2 separate regions of the Mus musculus genome follow, and region 1 is linked to region 2. The links are chromatin contacts, called in public Hi-C maps. All regions are on one chromosome and are shown on one strand. The core of a region is the stretch at or near the end of the contact, and the rest is flanking DNA. Distances in the headings are between cores, read along the strand shown.

Evidence for each region. A called contact is a pair of places that touch in the nucleus more often than the background predicts.
Region 1: a contact with region 2 is called in a Hi-C map of muscle stem cells, with 5 times the contacts expected there. The contact joins the promoter of Chst13 here to the enhancer-like site in region 2. A contact is called at or near these places in 27 of 39 promoter capture datasets (the 3T3-L1 cell line, 3T3-L1-derived adipocytes, the C10 cell line and 16 more), 10 of 15 datasets of contacts at CTCF or cohesin (the NIH/3T3 cell line, embryonic stem cells, hippocampal excitatory neurons and 4 more), 190 of 484 Hi-C or Micro-C datasets (the 3T3-L1 cell line, 3T3-L1-derived adipocytes, the 63-12 cell line and 101 more), 16 of 115 datasets of contacts at active chromatin or transcription factors (acute myeloid leukemia, astrocytes, bone marrow-derived dendritic cells and 10 more) and 5 of 9 other capture datasets (adipose tissue, embryonic stem cells, liver and 2 more).

Annotation. Positions count from the first base shown.
Region 1 is chr6:90,322,644-90,329,911 of GRCm38.p6, reverse strand. Chst13 (carbohydrate sulfotransferase 13) reads left to right here and starts at 4,727. Exons shown (of 3, transcript NM_027928.1): 1 at 4,727-4,837. The coding sequence starts at 4,750.
Region 2 is chr6:89,669,533-89,676,403 of GRCm38.p6, reverse strand. It overlaps Txnrd3 (thioredoxin reductase 3), which reads right to left. Exons shown (of 16, transcript NM_001178058.1): 12 at 6,430-6,586; 13 at 4,126-4,233; 14 at 3,341-3,436; 15 at 2,209-2,343; 16 at 875-1,675. The coding sequence ends at 1,607. Among named protein-coding and RNA genes, the nearest start is that of Txnrd3, 29 kb to the right of the region's middle. Within about 2 kb of position 5,018, at least 4 of the 459 cell types and tissues checked have an H3K27ac peak or open chromatin away from gene starts, as enhancers often do. A contact at or near this core is called in cerebellum and muscle stem cells, where this site is marked.

The sequences.
Region 1 (7,268 bases), core at 3,478-5,977, 650 kb before region 2:
CTCTGTTCCCTGTTCGGATTCCCCTCCCTGTAACAAAGACCTATGACAATATGCTTATATAGAGCTGTGTTCTCAGGAAGAAACAAAAAAAATCCCAACTGTTTTGTCTAATCTAATTTTTAAATATTTGTAACCAACTGAAGCTGATTTTATATTGCAGTGGACATCCTCAAGTTCAGCACCCTGACTGGAATGTTCAAGATGTCACCACTAGGGAGACATATGGGCACATGGAGTACCTATGCCACCTCACAATTGCATGTGAATCTCACCCTAGAATAAGTTATTTAGTCAGAAAACAAACTGTAAACATTTTAATGGAGTAAGAGATTCACATAAGCTGAACACAGAAGTGTGTTTGGCTTGGACCACAACTACCCTGCTCACTAGCTGTGTGTCCCTGGGTATGTTTCCTGGCCTCTCTGTAAGGAAAGGATGGATGGCCCTCAGGATCCCCATTTGAGGATGATTCTTACAAACTGTACAAAGCCTTACCTATGCCTATCCTGACTGTGGGCTCGCCAGAGATGCAGTGTGAAGTCTATTGCCACAACAATGGCATTGTGTTAGGTTTCACATGGCACCCAAGGATGACAGAAAGTAAGGGGAGGATTTTATAGGTTACACACCACTTTATAACATGTAAGGGAGATGACCCTGGGGATTGGTATCTGCAGTTCCAGTGGCATGAACACCAAGGGATAGATGGCCCTAACAACACTAATACCTCACAGGTGTAGCTGGGGATGGAATGAGGTCCATACCTGAAGGGCCCTGAACGATGCCCCTCATGCAATCAGCACCACATGAGATGTTGGCATTTTTCTCATTGATACCTGCACTAAAGACTCCATCTCCAGAGACAGTTTTGGCCTCTTGCTAGCCCTTCCCCTTCCAACCGACACAGAAGAGAAGAGGCACAGCCAGCATCCAGATATCTCAGCCGTCAGATTTTTGGTGTGTTTAGAAATAAATGCTCACTGTAGGCTCCGGGAGATGCACCATCTCTCACTTTGTCCATCCACTGGCACTCGCCACAGAGCCTCCTTTGTAAGTGCCTGCACATACTTACCAGGCCAACGTCATCTGATACGCCATGAGGAATTAAATCAGGCTGCTGGGGGGAAGGTGTTCACAGCAAAACTGTGGCAATTTTATTGGGAGCAATCAGACTTTTTAAACCTTTATCAGAAACAGAACATAATGACAATTGCCAGGATCAGTACAGTTGAAGTTGCTAGGATTCAATGACATTTACAAGCTATACAGGGTACACAATATTACTACCTAAGACTAACTGTCCTGTCAAGCGTCCATGCTTCCTTGACTTCTGAGGGAACATACATTGAAGCAGAGAGGCCTGAATACTGCACTTCCTGAGGCAGTGTGTCAGTCTCTCAGAAACTGGAAGGCACATTGTGCCCTAGGAGTCATGGACTCTAACCTGAAAATCCGAAGACACATGCCTCTCAAGGCAGCTAGGCCAGGCCAACTTCATGGTTCCTTACTGCTTCTTTAACATGCAGAGACAGAATTAAATCAGATCTACAAATTTTCAGGCATGTCTTTGTGTGAGGCTGGGATTCACCTGTCACTGGAACCTGGACAGCCTCAGTGGCTCCAGGGAACTAAGGGAAATGTGATCAGGTCAGAGACAGGCCACACAGCCACGTTCTCTGGGAATGGCCCCAAGATTCCAGGCTCCTGAGAAAGATAGTTACGTATGTCACATACCATCATGGCAGGCCTCCTGATAAGATGATGGCCATCTTGTTACCATCTGCCTGCAGCAGCATGGGATCTCTGGGGGAAGCATACCACCAGGAGCCTTCCTAGGATCCTGATCCACAGCATTGAAGTGGTTTTTGGATGTTTCCAAAGTTCAAGGCAATTTGCTACTTAGTTATAATTGACACACATCTGAGGGCCTTTGCAGCAGGCAAAAGGAAGCTTTTCCACGGAGCTACCTGTTCTTGGAGGCAGGCTTCTGCACATGGATTCCAATCTTTCTGGTAGTCTCCACCGATGCTCATCTCTAAGGACAATAGTGGGCTGAGCTATTCTCAATTTTGGTCACCAGGTGGCAGCGTAGAAGGCCAAAAACACACCGAAGATTGGAAGACTAGGTTCTGGTCTGAGAGTTTGGGTGAGATTGGGGGGGGGGGGGGCAGATAGGTATTGTGTGTTATCCAGCATCCTCGGGTTCTGGGCTGGGCTGAAAGGAAGCAGACATTCCTCGAGGGATTTATGTGGTTTTAGTGTGAGCTGGGTTCCCACCCAGAAAGGAGGTAGAACCATTGTTGCTATTTGAAGCTAAACGTATAAATGTTATTTGTTTCATAGTCTTCATTAATTGATAATAGATCATTGCTATAAGAGGAACCAATTAGGATTATTGAATTCTAATATCAAGTCCTTACACGGCACTTGCCACACCTGAGGCTGTTCAAGTATCTCTGCTCCTCATATAGCCTCCACAACAAAGTGAGGTTTAATATTACCGCCATTGTACAGGGAAATTGAGTACAGATGGCAGGTAAGACGCTAGTGTTGGGTGCAGCACCTCATCCCATACACGCAAGGCTAAATGTTGGGTCAGCCATGCCCTTCCTGTGCACACAGGGCCAGCTGCTTGTTTGGGTTCTCTACGAGGCTGGCATCAGGGCAGCAAGACCCCGAGATCAGGAGCAGTCTGCAGCCCACAGTGCTCACTGGATGTCTTTCTCTTCTATTTATTTGTATTTTGTGGCACCAGGATGTAAGCAAGGGCTTCACTGCTCAGGAAAGCCCTCTAACACTAAGCCACACTCCCAGCCCTTTCTTTATCTGTCAAAGGGTGGACTTCACTCTGGTGTCTCTCTACAATGCAACCCCCTGTCTGAAATAAGCTCCGAGTGCCTGTGCCTGCAGCAGCTGTGGGTGACATGACCAAGTACAACAGATCTAGTGCCCAGGAAAGACATGCCTGAGATCTCTCACTTCTCCTTCAGGCTGGACAATGCCTGCATGAACTGGGATTCAAATGGGACTCGACACATAAGAAAGCATGCTACAGTGTGAGCTTGGGGGAAGGAAGAAACATTTATAACTGATCCTGGGATGGGGGAAGGACTGACATCCACAGGTCCCTTGGGCTTGTGTTCAGCCTAGCTGTTTGGCCCTGCCATTAAGAAATGCTGTAGAAGGCCTGCTCTTTCCATTTCTCTACTTGACTGGGTCTTGAGTGGGTGATGGCACCCAGAGCAAACTGTAGCAGGTAGAACCAGGCCAGAGATGGGTTCCCTCACGTATTCTCTGCCCCACACACCTCTGGCTGCTGTCCTGCACTGTGGTGCAGACCACCTCCCTTCCTACCTGAAAAGTCACTGTGGGCTCCTAGGACACTGGGCACTGTGAAGACAGCTATAAAAAGGCCTCTATTACAAAGTACCCCTTCAATATTATCTTTTACTTTTTATTGGGTGGTTGATTGATTGATTTTTTTTTGAGACAGGGTTTTTCTGTTTAATAGTCCTGGATTTGTAGATTAGGCTGTCCTCGAACTCACAGAGATTGGCCTGCCTCTGCCTCCCAAGAGCTGGGTTTAAACCACATGCTATTTTTTTTTCCTTTACATAAGCTAAGTTGCTGGGTCCTGGAAGATTTGTGATCCTGACACTTAGAGCCTTCCTCGGCAGTGAGGCTTTCAGCTTTATCTAACCTTACTACTGTCCTCATGGTTTCTGGCTGCTTTGAACTCTCCTTGAGCACCTTGGGAAGCTGAGTTTCTGATTTCAGCTGCTGGATCTCGAAGCTCCGGACTCCTGGTCTCAGTCACTGCTGTTTCAAACAGTTTGTGCAGGATGCAGGACTTTCTGCCCATCATCAGCCTTGGGGGAATTAACATGACTCTGGGGCATTTTTACTCACGATGAGGGGGAGTCTTTTTCCTGGCTCCCTGCGCTATGACTGATGCAAATCCAGTCCTTAGTTTTCAGGAAGGGCCGTGTCCTGACTGGTGCACACACTTCCATTCAGAATCAGCTTGTGATCACTTGTGTGGTCCACGTGGAGAGTTTCTTCAAAGTGGTCTTCCCCAGAGAGGGAACTGAGGGGCTGCTGTGAGAGCAGAAGTTCCATAGGCAAGGCCAGGGGAAGTAAAGAAGAGACAAGAAATTGCCAAGGGTTAAGACTGGAGAAGGCAGGCTGGGAGGAGAAGCTACTGAGCCTTAATGGCAGGGGGTCCCAGGACCCTTGGACTTACAAGCTGTGACATTTGCCAGTACTGAGGGTCAAGAGTCCGAAAGCTTGGGGACCAGAGCTGTCATTCCTAGGCTTCCAGTAGCTGCCCTGTACTAGGGGTTAAAGCCTAGGGCAATGAGTGTCCAACCTGAGCTTCTGGAGTCCGTTTCTGACCAAAGCTTTGGCTCCCAGGACCTCAGCTGCAGCTTCTAGCTCCGCCAGTAGAGCACTTGGGCCCGGGACACCCATATCTGAGAGTTTCTCCACTACCAATTCCCATCAGTGTAAAGTAGGGAATCCTGGTTTAATGACTAGTATCAGGGATAGATACTGCTTTCATTGGCCTAGGGTTACAGCTTTACCCATTAAGTCAGTCAGGCGCGTCTATCTCTAGCCTGGAGCACTGGACGCTGCTTCTGGGCGGGCCCTAAACTAAGGGCAGAACTGGGCGTGTCCTGGACCTCCGCCGCACAGTAGGAAGGAGAACGCACCGGATGACTGTCGCCTGCCACGCGTGCCAGGCACAGCATGGGAAGACGCTCCTGTTGCAGGCGGCCCTTGCCGGTGGTGGCAAGTCTGGGTGCTGCACTCCTGCTCCTGTGCGCCCTGCGTCCCGGTGAGTGCGCGGGCCCGGGGCTCTGCGTTGTTTCCTCAGCTAGAGAGCCACCTGGCACCTGCCTGTTGTTTGGGGCTGGGGCATCGCCAGTGGAAGACAGGTTCCTTCCATTCCCGCATGGAACTTCTTTTCTTGTCGCTGGCGAGATGACCACTGTCTGACTCCCTGTAGAGCTGCTGGTGGGAACTTTTGGTCAATCTAGAGATGCGTTTGTTACATTTGCCCTACTCTCTGAGCCTTGAGAAGTCAGTTTGCTCTCTGGCCTGGATGCCTGTCTTAATCTGAGATCCTGCTGAGTCTATACATCCACAGAAGAACTGCACAGGTCTATGCTGGCCTGGCGTTTCAGGGATCACGACCTGCTAGTACCAGTTTCCACCAGGCATGTGGTCAGTTTCACTCTGAATGAACCTAGGTCTCCTCTGATCCTCTGGCAGATAACTCACTTTACAGACCAAGCTGAGGGCAGAGGTCAGGTGTGGAGTGGCTTAGAGGTACCTGGGCAGTGGGCTACTTTTCTGACGGTTTGTCCATCCTTAGTCTGTGTGTATGGGGTCTGCTCACTTCCAGACAGGTTTTTACTCAAGGGTGGACAGGGTCATTAGCTGAGAGTGACTCAGGACAAGGGAAAACTGTTTTCAGAATGGTACTGATCCATGGAGGACCTCAATGACCAGCAGGCTTGTAGATCAGAGGTCACTCAGCAAGCTTAACCTATTATCTGTCCCCTCCCAGGGCCTTAACAGTCTCATCTATGGAATAGGTTCTGACTCCATGCTTACAGGGATTTTAGGAGGGTGAGTTTGAATGTTACAGTAGACAGTGCTTGGCCCCCAGCCCGTGCATCACACTGGCTTCGTCCTTAGGGACCCCTGGGAAGGATGCCAGGTGAACAGAACTGGGAAGGCCTCAGGAGTAGTCACCATGCCTGTGTCTACTCACTCTGCCAATTAACAAGCTCTGCATGACCAGATGTAAGTGGCTGTGCCAGGGCACCCCTGCAAGCCCCCCCCCCCGGAAGGGAGCCTTCTCCTTACTGAAGACCTGTAGGTGAATGGCTACTTCTGTATAGGTGCTTTCTCATGTCTAACATGTCCCTTGGCACGGTCTGGGTGTGGTCGCAGTGTCTGCTGATGCCACAGTCTCTGTCCACCCTGTCATTCATTGTAGACAAATGTTTACCCATTCCTGGGCCACAATGGCTCAGGTCCCTCAGGGCCCAAACACTGTTTTGGGGTATGAGTGGATAGTCTGGCCCTGGGGTGTGTCTGCAGAGAGGCATGTGCCTGGGTGGCCATGAGGATGTCTTCATGCCTTTTGGGACACATCTCTCCTGCCACCTCCTCCAGCCAGGTTTGGGAAGAAAAGCAATCGTAGCCCTGGGACCCCTCCTCTCCTAGGGAAGCTAGGGGTAAGGGGTGTGAACGGGAGCAGGGGAGGGAAAGTGCAAGCACGGTTAGAGAAAGGGCTGCGTGCTCTCCCCTTACCAGCTTCGCTCGGGTAGGGCTGATATTTACACCTGCCATCCCCAGGCTGGTCTCATGCTGTCTTCCCTGGGAAGTCCTCACTGACCCTAGCTTTATTCCCCCTGGTCTGAGATGGGTCTCTTGAGCTTCCTCAGTTTCTACGCCTCACCTCCCAGTCTCTAGATCTGAAGTTCTCAATTTGTGGGTGGTGACCCATTTGGGAGTTGAACCACCCCTTTCATAGGAGTATCCTAAGATCGCTGGAAAACACAGATATTTACATTACAATTTACAACAGCAGCAAGATTACAGTTATAAAGTAGCAATGAAAATAATTTTATGGTTAGATCACCACAACGTGAGGAACTGTATTAAAGGGTCTCAGCATTAGGAAGGTTGAGAGCTGCTCCTCTAGATGCTCGCACTCTTCCGTAGTAGGTTTCCAGCCACCAACTTTTCAGTCTTGGGCCAGTGTCTTAGTTAGGGTTTTACTGCTGTGAACAGACACCATGACCAAGGCAAGTCTTATAAAAAACAACATTTAATTGGGGCTGGCTTACAGGTTCAGAGGTTCAGTCCATTATCATCAAGGTGGGAGCATGGCAGTATCCAGGCAGGCATGGCACAGGAGCAGCTGAGAGTTCTATGTCTTCATCCAAAGGCTGCTAGTGGAAGACTGACTTCCAGGCAACTAGGGTGAGGATCTTATACACACACCCACAGTGACACACCCATTCCAACCAGGTCACACCTATTCCAACAAGGCCACACCTTCAGATGGTGCCACTCCCCGGTCCAAGGATATACAAACCATCACAGCCAGCAAGAGCCCAAGTTCATCTAAAGCTAGCTCTCCACCCACCTTGCAGGGAGAAATGTGTGCTTATGGTAGGCGCTGGCTGGGAGACAGGGGGAAGGTCTGGTCTTGATGCAGGGGTAGGATCTCACTGTGCCAGGTCTCAAGG
Region 2 (6,871 bases), core at 3,769-6,268:
CGACCAGCTATGCACTAGTCAGTGTTTGCCTCGAGGGGGTGCATCCAATATGCTTACTCTTCACACAACTGGCTGCATGGCCTCTCTGACACTGCAGTGACCAGACAGAAGTGTACAACACCTAGCCAGCAACTGCAAAAGCACCACTGTGTGTTCCAGGATTAAATCCCTTCCTGAGAACACATTTGGTAAGCATTCTGAACTCACCATTCCCAAAGGGTAGCAGCCATGCACCACCTTTGAATTGGACAGAAGTGATCACAGGTAAGGGATCCTGGTGGCCTTGGGTCCAAGTGACCTGATACCCACAGCATCCCGCAGCAGTGCTTCCAATACGTGAGAGAACAGCCAGCAGTCCCAGAAGCTAATTCCTACGTGGGCCATTCTAGATACAATGACACCTGAGTGCAGTCTGTCCCTGGCACTGGGGTACAGGCGTCATGAGTCAGGACAGTCAGACCCCTCTACACAGACCCTGCTCCCTCCCCCTCCCCCTCCCCCACATACACACGTCTGCCCCTCTTTTCTCTCTCCATCTAGCCTATGTCTAGTCACACTAACTAGAAACAGACCTCTTTCCTTTGACCTCTACACATCTTCTTACCTGGTCAGGCCTGTCATTTGGTTGATAGTTCAGGCAGTGCTTGGAGAACTGGTTAGACATCAGTTGTGAAGTATGATTTCCCTATCACATGTGGTGCCAGTCAGCTCAGACTACCCAAGATAACGGATGTATAAAGAAGAAGGGCCACTGCTATGGTGGTGCATGCCTGCAATCCCAGCCTTTAGGAGGCTGAGGCAGGAGGATTTTGAGTTCCAGGAGAGCCTTATTTTAACACCAAGTAAGACTCTGCTTCAGAAAAAAAAAAAAATACAGGCATTTTTTTTTAATTTTAGTGTAATAGTTTTCAATGGATCATGACTTAACAAATCATGTTTAACGAATTAGATCACACAAATTGTAGTAAAATCTTTTTTAATAGTACCCTTAAGATAAACATGGAAAACCAATAGCAATACAAGGACATTTTTTTTCTCTTCTTTGTGATGCTCCGTTAGACTAGAGGCTGGGAGGAGAATGGCTCCACGGTTCTCCCCTCAGGAGCTATGCAAGGAGTGAGGCTTGAGTCAGGCTTCTGACAGCAGGTTATATTAGTGGGAGGCCAGTGCAGCCAATTGCTCTAACCTGGCTCCCCAAACACCACAGATCCATAAGTGCTACACTCTGGGCAACAAGCCTCTTTACAGTCAAGTCCACAACTGAAAGATAATCTCTTCATGGAAACAAAGTGAGGGGTCAAAGCACTAGCAACTGGGAAAGGGAGGTGGGCTCACTGTGCCATCTAAGGCCTCGTGGGGTGAAGTCGAGGCTGACGTGCAGAAGTCGGCCTTGGCTCACCTCTGCAGGTTCCGAGCCAAGGTGTCAAGGAAGCAGCCTGGCTGCTGCATGCCGTCAGCTGAGACTCCAGATGCTGCTGCTGCTGCTGGTCCTCTGCCGCCTTCTCGTCTCTATGCCAGGAGAAAGTCCGGCACTGGTCCCCAGTGCCCAAGCAGATGTCATGGGCACAGAGTGAGAGTGTGACAGGGAAACCCAACAGCAGCAGGGCTAGCCTCAGCAGCCTTTCTGAGTAATGTCCAGCCCTGAGGACTTTGTGATTTCCAATGTTGTGAATACCTGTTTGCAAAGAAAACAAGAGATGGCAACGTTACTGCTGCTTTAACAAGGACGTGCTCCAGCTGCACTGAGAGAACACATTGAGTTAGGTTGCTAATATAGAACATACTAGAATCAAAAATCTCTGATGTTGCATTTCAAAATTGTTTTGAAGCTAGGCTAGTTAAAGCCGTTGTACCTCACTGTGGGCTGGGGAGACTCTAACTGGGTAAAGAGCTGGCAATGTGAGGACCCAAGTTCAAGCCCTGAAAGCCATGTTGAATGTGCAGGTACATGCTTATAAAATCTCCATGTCATGGAGACGGAGATAGGTACATCCTGGGACTTGCTGGCCAGCAAGCTTAGGCTATCGGCAAGCTTCAGGTCAGTGTGACACCCTGTCTCCAAAAGAGGTAGACAGTACCTAAGGAATGACACGCAAGGCTGTGCCCTCGGCCTGCACGTGCACGCGCACACATATACACACACACACACACACACACACAGAGAGAGAGACACATGGATACACACAGACATACCCTCCTGTTCCTTACCTCACCACAGGTGGGGTGGATTCCAATGGTATCATCCAGTAGCTGCTTCGTGAGCCCACATTTCATTGCAGCTGCAAATCCCTGCGTGATTTCACCAGCATTTGGCCCCAGAAGGTGAAATCCCACCACACGTTCCTTTAATAGAGACAGAACACAGAATTCCCATAAGCTAAAGATCAGAATGAAAGTCTACTCCCTGTCATTCACAGCTAAAATATATAAGATCACCCACAGGAAAGGAACTGAGCAGTGAACAGCCTCTCAAAGGATCTGTCAAAGGACTCGGTAAATGTGTGGTAAGAACTCACACTCAAATTTACTAGCACACTCAATTTGCCTACCTACCGGTGATGGAGCTCATGGGTGGGTGTGACTTCTGAATTCCACTGAGACAGGGCCACACAAACATGGCACATATGAAATAAGGCCCTACACTGGTGTGATCCCAGGGGCTGTGATCTTAGGAGGAGGATTTGTGGGCTCCGTGAGCAGGTGCCTGCTCCTGACACTCAGTAGAGCTCAGGAATGGCTGGTGGAGGCCGTCAGCAAGGCAACACGCAGTGGGTGTCAGGGTCATGGGGGCCACAGGCTGTGGCTGGATCCTGGCCTCCATTCTGATCCACCGTGAACACAGAGGCAGGGACAGAGGGGACAGAGCCAGGTGCATGAGACATCCCTGCCTAGTGCCCTGGAACTTCTCTCTGAGGGCCTCCCCTCAGCACTCCATATGCGCCATACCACTGAAGAAACACACACAGACGTGCACTGTACACAGAGCACTGCACACAGTGCTGGATGGTAGCCAAAGTGTCAGGAGCCACAGTTGTAGACCATCCGTGTGAAACCATGGGCTCTGGGCAGCAGCTCCTCCTGCGTCCTAACAGGTGCAGCTGAGCTGAGAACCTGCTCCTGTGCCAGCCTCTGCAAACAGCTGAGAGCTCGCTCCTGCCCTGACTGCCATCTTTTAAAATGCCATTAAACCCAACTGGCAAGAATCCAAGCTGTATTTTAAAATCTTAGGGGGTCAGGCTGGAGGCGCAACGCAGGGCAGAGGGTGGACTTTGCACAAATAGGCTCTGGGCCCAAGCCTCAGAGAAAATGGAGCAGACTGGAGAGCACAGCATCTACATACGTTGTCGAATTTGTTGCAGATTATCTTTGCATAACAGGTGTTGTTGTCTCTGCCAGCAACTGTCCACTCGAGAGGCCAAAACAAGGTGTGATACACCTAGACCAGAAGGGAAAAGCTTGAGATTAGCATCGTACAAAACCTACTCCTTGATACGCTCTTAGCCTCCTAAGATGACAGGCAGCAACAGCTTGTGTAGCATTGGAAGCCCAGGGTCCCAGCTGGAACACACTGATGGCTGCATTAGAGCCAGGCTCCCAAAATGCCAACTTGTCGCTTTTGCTTTGTGCAGCCATTAGTCAGAAATACAAACAGCCTCCTGTCGGCTAAACTCCATTTTCAAGCATTTAGAGTGTTGCTGGCGCCTGCGTGGGCTGAGAAGGTGACTACTGAGACCCCTGCCTAGTGTCACATTCACCCCAAACCTAGCAGATCAGCAGGCACAGAGCTGTCCCGCCTCCTGAGCACCACACCCGTGCTACTGACCCCAGCTTCCACCCTCCTTGGATAGCCATGTCTCTGGGGAGGCTCGTCTGAGTCATTATCCATGGGGCAGAGCCTTTCAGACCTGAATCCCCAAGGTCTTAACTCGCGTACCCGACCTCCCCTGCGCCATAGCTCTATTCTTCCTCTCACTTTGCCAGTGAGACAGAGTTTAGATTCACTTAGAACTCTCCCAAGTAGGCAGATGACTTCTCTAACATCAGCACAACACAGACTTGCAAAGTTACCACATAAAAAGTGGCTTCAAGGACAGACAGCTGATTATAAAGGACATATGGTCTTACTTCCAGATTCTCTTTTTTATACATTTCGATGGCTTTCTCTTCCGACAGTCCACAACAGCCATATTCCAGAGGTGTGAACACCGTTGTTGGGATGTTAATATAATCACACTAGAAGAGAAACACACCAGACTTCTGTGACCTGCTTCCCGGCAAGTTTCTACAATATGGATTCGTAAAAGGCAGCTGGGGCTATGTCAGATCAAAAGGGACTTGGCGGTTATAGAAGACTGGAGAAGCCTAAATTTGCTGGTGAGCATGTAAGAGAGCATGCCCGAAATGTATTTATTATTTCATTTCATGTGTGTGGTGTTTCCCTGAATGCATGTTTGTATTCCACCTGTGTGTCTAGTGCCTACAGAGGACTGAAAGGGGTATTGGATGCCCTGGAACTGGAGTTACAGACAGTTATGAGTCACTATGTAGGTGTTAGGACTTAAAAAAAACCTGGTTCTTCTCCAAGGGCTATAAGCATGTGAGCACACACACACACACACACACACACACACACACACGCACATGGGGATATGCATGCACGTGGAGGCCTGAGGTTCGCATCAGGAATCTTCCTCCATCACTCTTCCACCCTATCAACTGAGACAGACTCTCTTAGTCAATCCCAGATGTGCCTGATACAACTCGTCTTGTTGGCCAGCTTGCTCTGGGGATCCCATCTCTGCTCTCCAAGACTGGAATTACAGGTGGGCCACCACACATGTGTTTTAAGGGGTTCCAACTCTGGTCCTTACACGTGTTGGCAAGTGTTTAGCCCCTGTCCTATCCCCCCACTTAGCTGAACTTCTGCTGAGTTCTCGGGAAGGCCCTGCACTAATCAGAAGGGAAACATCTTTGTGTTTAAGCAGCACAAGCACCAGAAGCTAGAGCAAATTAGACTGACGTCTACCACTTCAAGAACTCAGAAAAGAGAAGTGTATTTACTAGAGTTATTTCGAGGAGAGGAGCAAGCTGAGCGGCACAACTCAGAGACCTGAGCGCCTCGGCAGAGGTTCCTGCAGGAGCCACCAGCTGTCTTCCTAAATGCAGCTGGGGAGCAGAGTCCCCCCACCCGCCATGGCACACAGGAGGATTTCTGGGCACCAGCCTCCTTCCACTTGTCCACCCATTACAACCACTGCCCTTACAGACACCCTAAGTGCCATGTACACTGTGGGGATGTGCATCACACAAGCAGAGGCACCACCTTGCATCTGCCAGCCCTGCCACAGGTCCCCAGGACTACTGACAGAGCAGTGTGTTCCTCACAGAGCAAGGTGAGACTCTTGAGGACACTATTATTCCCACAAACCTTGAGCTCTTATCTGATGATACAACTCCTAGAAAAGTCCATTGCTTCCTCAGTGGAATCACCCAGATCCCAAATGTCTCACTAAGGAATACCAAGACAGGAAACCACGCTGTTCATAGCTGTCATCTTGCAAAAGATGGAAGTGAAATTGCATGTGAATGGGGTTGACCAGGCAGGCAGTGCGAAATGCTCGCAGCCTGATCAGGACACACTCTCCACTGAGAGCTGCAGCAGACCACTTAGGAAGCTTGTTTCCAGCCCGTTGGATAATTCAGGCATCTTTTTCTGCCCTGGAGCATCTGGGTTGCAGCACTCTGGCATATAACTATACTTTTGGACTGTTATATGTGGACTGTCTGAGACCTGTGGGACTCAGCCCCCACCTGTCTGGTAAGTCCTAGGGCTAAATCCAAGGTGATTTCACTATCACAAGACAGCCCAAAGACGCAAAAAACACAAGTTTTATCAACTATTTAATCAGTAGTAAGTAACTCAACTGAAAATTATTTCTAAGAATATTTATTTAGAAAATGAGTCAATGAGTGCTATTTGTACTAATTTTGATATCCTAATTTCTGTCAAGATACTATGTCTCAGGGCTGGAGATGAAGCTCTGTGGTAAATAATTTACTTGATTTTCCATGAGACCCAGACTTCAGCTCCAAACACACACATGCACAAACACGCACACACCACAGACACACACACACAGAGAAAGAGAGAGAGAGAGAGAGAGAGAGAGAGAGAGAAACAATGTATGCACATATTCACACAGAAAGGCATACACACACATACACACACACACACAGAAACACATATATATGTTTATGCATACAAACACACACACACAAAGACAGAGAGACACATACATATGCTCACACATACACACATATGCAAAGAATAAACACACAGATACATAGCTAAGCACAGACATACACACAGACACATAGAGAAACAAACACACATACATACAAACAGGTCAACAATAGGAATAAACTTACCTTTTCTAAAGAGACCCCAAAGAGTCTTCGAGCTAGCAGCTTGCCTGCCTGTATGGCAACGGGGGTGAGCTCTGGTTTGCCGTCCAGTATGTCCCCAATAGCATAAACATGAGGCACGTTGGTCTGCTCCACATCGTTTACTGGTATTTTGCCATTCCTGGTGGAGTGAGGAGGACAGCACACACACTAAAGAGCTGTACTGCTAAGTGGCACCACAGCTGGGGACTGCGGTGTTCAGTGACCTAGAAGACAGCTTAGACTATGCTTCCTGCCAATCTGAAGCTTCCACATTCCCCATGATCACCCAGGGCTTTGGAATTTTTCTCTTTTACTGATCAAAGATACTAAAATTCACTCTAAATCATAGACAGTGGGAGAACATATTTTTATGAATATGTTTTTAGATTGCTATTGAATTCATGAGCTCCTTAAGGCCTGTGCT